Linked DNA regions of Drosophila melanogaster: region 1 is linked to region 2. Evidence: chromatin contacts called from public Hi-C data. All regions are on one chromosome and are shown on one strand. The core of a region is the stretch at or near the end of the contact, and the rest is flanking DNA. Distances in the headings are between cores, read along the strand shown.

Region 1 (3,371 bases), core at 556-3,055, 40 kb before region 2:
CGTTGTTGTGGGGCAAACCCGACCCTATGACGCCCACATTGGGATTGGGCGTGAGTCCGGCGTAGCTGTTGCCGTTGTTGTTGCTCAAGGGGGTTTTGGTGTTGCCATTGACACCAGCACCACCACCACCGCCGCCGCCGTTGTTGTTGTTGTTGTTGCGGTTCCTCTTCTTCTTGGCCTTCTTCTTGTCGTCGTCCTCGCTGAGGCTGCCATTGGCCAGAGTGGGCCGGTTGCCAGACCCGTTGAGGTATATGACGCCCTGGCTGCTCGGCGGCACCCAGTCGAGGTCCTTGCGCAATTGTCCCCTGCCGCACTTGCAGCTGCAGGCCTTCTGGACCAGCTCGTAGCCCTTCTTGGTCCACAGGTGCTGCAGACGCTGCCGCTCCGACCAGGATCGAGCACGACCGTTGGCCTTCAGTGCCTGCAGCACGCTCGCCTCCCACCACTCGAAGCACTCGCGATGCATGTACTGGCCTGCGCTGCAGTTCTCGTTGTTGCACAGCACACGGATGCAGTCCGCCAGGGAGAGCTCGTTCAGGTGTATCAGGGTGTCCAGTTTGCGACAGTCTCCGCTGGGCAGGCAGCAGTGGACCATGCCCCCGCCGCCAACGCCGCCAACGCCACCGGTTCCCTGCATGGGCGCCATTAGGACGCCTGAAGAATTCACGTTCTCCGCGTAGAACTGCAGCAGTTGATGCTGCTGCGTCTGGTGCTGCTGCTGCAACTGTTGCTGGTGCTGCTGCTGGGTGCTGTTGCCGCTGCTGCTGATGTTGCTGTTGCGACGCGGAGCCATAAATTTGTGTTTTTTCCTCTTAATATGCACTCGTTGCGGCGAAAAACTTGGTTGGTTGGCTGGGTTGGCTGTCCTCGAGAATCCTCAATCTCTATTTCGAATCAGCATTTTGCCAACGATTATGAATTTCAAAATATTGCTTGTTGATTTTTTCGCGATTTTATGGTGCGATTTGCGGTCTATATAAATGCTGCTGGCATATATTTATTTATTTTTGAACCGATTCCAGAATATATTTCAACTGATGGTTTTGGCAGATCCAGTGAGTTTTCGTGAATTTTAGTGGGTTTTTGTAAATTTTTAGAAATTTTGCAGACAAAAGTCTGATTTTATACGGAATTTAATTTTTTTGTGTATAGTAAATGCTTGTTATTTTAGCGATTTAGTCTGTTTAGGTTTTAACTTTTCGGTTGCCTTTTTCAATTGTTTTCAGTTGGATTTTCCGAGTGGGTTTCTACCGAGATTGGTATTATTTTTAACTTGATGGGTAATTGCTTTCACTTATTGCTTTAAAAATTGTACACCTCCTTGCTGTGTGTATCAAAAATACTTCGAAAAATTCCCGTCAATGCAGTCTGTTGTGTTTTGCGTAATTTTCTGTTTTGTTGTTGTACCTGAGCTGAGTTTATTGTTGTTGTAGAACTTTAAGTATCAAAAATTGTTTTTTTTTTATTGTTTATCTTCGCTTCGTCCCTATCTCCCTCTCACACGATCGTTCGCTCTCATTCACACACGCGGCGCCATGTTCGGCAATTTTTCACATTTTGCTTCGCTTTCTGCGTTTATTTCTTTGCGCCTCTTATTTTTTTGCCGGCAAACAAAAAGGATTAGAGGATAGTGTAAATTTCCGATTGGTTTTTAGTCGCAGGACAATTGTAAACTGGAGTGTTCCTCTTCGATTTATTCGGTTTTGCTAGTTCTCCTGTTTTCCGTTTTTTCCCACCACGAGCGGCGCACGCAGAGAGAAGCCAAAAAACACAACCAACCAGATCGAAAGCGAAATTCAAACTGTTTTTGGTCTGTGCTTGCTCGCCGCGTTCGAACATCGCGCGTCGAACATCGCTGCCGGCGTCGCTGCTTGGCATTGGCAGCGAAGTTGGAGTTTTCCTCCACTCCGATTTTCCGCACTTCTTCATTCCGTTTTTCGGGGTTGGTGGGTGGTGGTTGGCTGGTTTTCACTTTCCACCACCGCCGCCAACCGCTCGCTTTTCATTCGGTGGAAAACTGAACAGATTTTTGGCGCTAAAATGAGAAATGGTGGGGGAAAATTGCGGAAGGGGCTACAAAAAAAGTGTCTAATTCACTAGAATTTTCCACTGTAGGCCAGAATTTGGTACATTTTCCCACTTTACAACGGAACTTTTGATAGCAGTTACATACTTGATTAGATTAAATGTCTTAAAAATATATGTAGGAGTTTAGACTTTTGTTAATAAGCTTCATTTCCATAGAAAATGTTTCTATCAAGCCGTATTTTCTTTAAACTAATAAGAATAATAATAACATGTTTCTAACTTTATAGCCAAAAAGGAATATATATTTCTCCCTATGTTTTGGTTCCAAAATTAAATGAATTCGATTATTATTAAATAATCTAAATTTAATTATTTATTAGAATTTTTAGATTTTACATCCATTTCATTTACAATTAGGAGCTCTCGATGATTCGCCAAAATTCACTTTCGTTGCGGCTCGAAGCTGGTTCGAATCAAGTTCGAAGCCGGTCGTTTCCCCTCCAACATGTTCGACTGCAGTTGCCATGCGAACGTCGAGCGCGTTGGCTCTGTTCCACATGCATGGAGCGTGCATATGTGTTTGTGCCAGAAACCGGCAAAGTAAACAACATGAAAACAGGGTTGCCGAGTCGCTGGAACTCGAACTTGCAGCGCACTTTTGCTTTCCGTGGCTAATCTTTTAATTCCAGTGGAAGTGGAAATGCCGTTCGATGTCTCCATCTCCCTCTGTCGGAACTGCCGTTCTCTGTCGCACGCTTCGATTGCTGTTATATATTTACATACAAACGTATCTATATAATCCCCTATATATTCGCAAGCACATTTGCACAAAAATACAAATACAATGAATGCATGCGAGTGCTGGCAATAAAAGTGGCAGAGACAAAAAGGAAGAGAATTAAAACATTGAACGAAAAAGAGTTGAAGATACCCTACCTTGAATTAAAACAACCAATTAAAACTTGAATACGCAGACCTATTACTGCTTTCAATTGAAACAAGTATGTACATATGTATGAATAATTGTAATAGTTAAATTGTTGATATTAGTCCTAAGATTACGAATATCGCAGGTAACTTTTGTATTATGACTACTTATTTGTGTTTTGACTGTAGGGTATTAAAGTTGCCACCAAAACCCAAATAAGCTTTCAAACGTAGAGCCTTTTTATTGTATCCTCGCCTTTGTGTATATATGTACATACACACATATAAAAATTCCCGCTGTGTTGCAAAAAAAAAAAGTATGCGAAAACGAATAAGAAGAAGCGGTAGAAATGGCAAAAAACAGGCACGTGTAGAACGAAAAGTGGTAAAGGGAAGGGATCTCGCAACCAGATGGG
Region 2 (3,305 bases), core at 18-2,517:
CACATACTGATGTCTGCTATCACTTTGTGCGTTGAAAAGAGCTGTTCGCTGTAGCGCTCTTCGCTCTCTCGCTCTCTAACAAAAATTCGAGAGAGCCTGGAGCCACCTCTAGAGCCACGGCCAAAAAATCGTGTGCCAAAAAATCGTATGGCGTTACGCATCTTGTTATTCTAGGGTCTTTGGTATAACCCTTTCTTTGTACTTTACTTCATTCATATTTTCAGATATTATCTGCACTTGCATTCAGTTTCTTTCAGAGATGCAAAGTATAAAGTTCTTGTAAATACGTATTGAAATATTGAATTTTTAAAACTTATTTGTATGCTGCACATCTGAAGAGCAGGCTTCAATCAAAACATCGGCCAACTGGCGACCGCAGGAACATTGAATGGCCAACTGGGCGGAGTAATTCGGTTACGACCACGCCCACCGGGCAATTATAAAGTCAATTTGAGCTACTTTAGCAGGGGTCCTGGCAAGTCCTGCGAAAGAGTACAAAGGCGTGTGGAGAGCGGAAAAGTCTTCTAATCAATTTACCAACGAGGCAACCCCTCAGAAGTTTGATAATTGCATTGGGCTGCGCTTTGTGAAAAGTTTGTTTTTCTTTTTTTTTGGCAGAGTGGGAAATTAGAAGGCCAGCTATAAAATTAGCCATATGGCGACGAAGGGGTTTTCCCAGGTAGAACCATTTTCCGATGCTTTGTTTTCTTTCCCCCCCACATAAAACTGGCAATTGCATTTCCATTTCCATTTAACGGCAGCTGAGACCCTCGACTATAAAACTTTATCGACTTGTTAACTGAGCTTCGTATCAATAAATGCCAACGTGCCACACAGACGTTGACATGCCATTAAATGTCAATGCCAAGTGCGTCTCAGGACACATATCCTGGATCCTTTATTCAATTTTTGCATGAGGACAAGGGTGCTCTACACCCCTCAAAGCCAAAAAAAATTGTGGAATTTGCAAGGGTAAGTGCCAGGCATTTGGGCCAAATTGTTGTATAAACTCAATGAAATTAAAATGCGAAAAAGAGGGAAATGCGAGTGCAAATAAATGAATGGAATGAAATAAAAATGGCAAAGTATCCGGATCGCTTTCATTAGTTAATGGATTGTCCGCAGAGCAGAGCACAGCATTCGCTGCTTATGAGATGAATGGATTTGAATACGTAGTCGTAGTGCTGCTCTCTCAACTGAACTCGCGATTAATTTATGTGCTCAAGTCGCCATAATAATACTATTCATTCTTAAAGTGCATTTCAAGTAAATCAGTCGCAATGAAAAGCTATCTGCTGCTGGGCATATTATTACTATATTATCTGTGCATTGATGGACGGAGTGCTGAGATCAAAGAGGTTAGTCTGATTTTCCATAAACAATAATTAAGTATCTCATTGAGTCTGTTTTTAGGAAAGCGACAATCCGAGCACAAATATACTTAGCACAACGCTTTCGAAAATTTCTCTGCAGGTAGAATTTGAGTGATTAATATAAGCATTAATAACAGTATCGTTCCTATAACTATAGAACATAACCCGTCTCAATAGATCAAGTTTGGGTGGACGCGTACAAACTGATCACTTGGGAAGAAATCGGATTTACCATCGGAGAAGAGTTCAAACTAGACGTCGAAGAACGAACAAAAATAAGCCCAAACATAAACATTCTCTATAGGAAGTAGCTTAAATAAAGATACTTTCATGATCCAAACTGTACTAGTAGCTACAAGTAGTTTTTAGTTAAACTTCTACACAAAATGTAGACCCATATCCCCAGAAATATGCAATTGCGAATTGCCTGGGACGCGACTGTACCCAACTGTGAACAACAGTGCAGTCATCCCACGCACGTGGCCACCAAATGAAGAGTAAATAAAATCCCAGTCCTGACTCCCAGGATCCTTCACATGCCATCGCCATAATCGCTGCTTAATGGGAAAACTGTCTCGCGATAATAATCATCATCACTGAATTTTTCCTTATACAGCAATAATCGCGCACGTGAGTCGAACGAAGGATGACTTTCGCATTATGAGAAAATTGTTATGTGCAAATTTGCATACGCCTGTGGCAACCCTCGCGAAAATCAAGCACTTGAACCCGCGTTCAATGTTTATTAAAAATTAGCAGCAAGCTGTTGGCAAATGAACGCACAAGCCGAAATTTATTTGCAAAATCAAGCAGACATCCTTCCGTTTAAATTCGTTTTTTTTTTTAAATATGATTGCCTGCAATTATGATTTCTTCGCGGGAAACTTGTTCAATTTGAATTCCAATTTAGAGGAGGTGGTTCCATTATATGGCACACTAGGTCAGGTCGCAGGTCAAAGCTTCGGGGCAATCGCGGGCAATAAGGGAATATTTAATTCCAATTACACAAAGGGCGGCACATTTGCATACGAAAAAGTGAAACTTAATTATAAGCATTTTGTAACATTTTTTTCTAATTGAACTTTTCAGCCGCCGAGCAAACAAACCACCGCCCTGAGGACATTTTTCGGTGGGTGGTACTGAACAAACAGCGACATATGTGAGTGTCAGTCGCATGGAAGGGGTGGTGGCCTTAAGAGCATGTTCGGGACTGTACCAAGATGACAAATTCGTGTCATTTGGCCACGGGAAATAAATAAATAAGGTGCGCTGCTATGCCACACATGTGGGCATGGGAAAACACTTGCATGTTTCCCAAGGTTTCAAGTGGCTTTTTCCTGCAAATTCCGTTTCTATCGCAGAGGTTGCGAAACTTGAAGTTGCTCAACATGGACAGTTTTTGCACATTAGCACGCAACACTCGAGATAATGCGGGAAATTGGGAAAAAGGACCTCTTGAGCCTGTCAGTCAGACACTTAGAGGCACTCGCCCTTCCACTTCCCTGCCATTCGACAGATTTGGAAAGTCAAATACAATTTGATAGCCGGGTCGGACAAAAGCCAAAAAAGACCAGTTAACGAGGATGGAGAAAGGTTAGAGTGCCGCAGGCGGGACTTCAGATACAAAACGTTCCAAATTGGACCACATGCGGACCATATACCAATCCAAACCCGGCCCCGCGATCCCAAAAACATTTGGGCAACCCACCAACTATGCAAATAACATTAATTGTTTCGCCAAACAAAGGAAATGCAAAACAATAATCACGGAAAATAGGGAAAATGCGAGAGCGGGGGGAAATGGAAACGATACAATTTGGATTTCGAATTGATGTTGGAAAATTATAATGCACATAACCCTAACTCCGGGCAGTCGCGTTAAGCGGAAGCGATTCGTTTAAATTTGATATGGGATACTGCAGGACGAAAGTA

What was found. Hi-C and Micro-C count contacts between places; a contact is called where the count stands out from the background.
Region 1: a contact with region 2 is called in a Hi-C map of the Kc167 cell line, with 3 times the contacts expected there. A contact is called at or near these places in 24 of 107 Hi-C or Micro-C datasets (the Clone 8 cell line, the Kc167 cell line, the ML-DmBG3-c2 cell line and 10 more).

Annotation. Positions count from the first base shown.
Region 1 is chr3R:30,276,366-30,279,736 of dm6, reverse strand. It overlaps heca (headcase), which reads right to left and starts at 1,805. Exons shown (of 6, transcript NM_001276174.1): 1 at 1-1,805. The coding sequence starts at 793.
Region 2 is chr3R:30,235,696-30,239,000 of dm6, reverse strand. CG43448 reads left to right here and starts at 1,267. Exons shown (of 3, transcript NM_001260434.1): 1 at 1,267-1,358; 2 at 1,414-1,473; 3 at 1,531-1,907. The coding sequence starts at 1,281. The coding sequence ends at 1,677.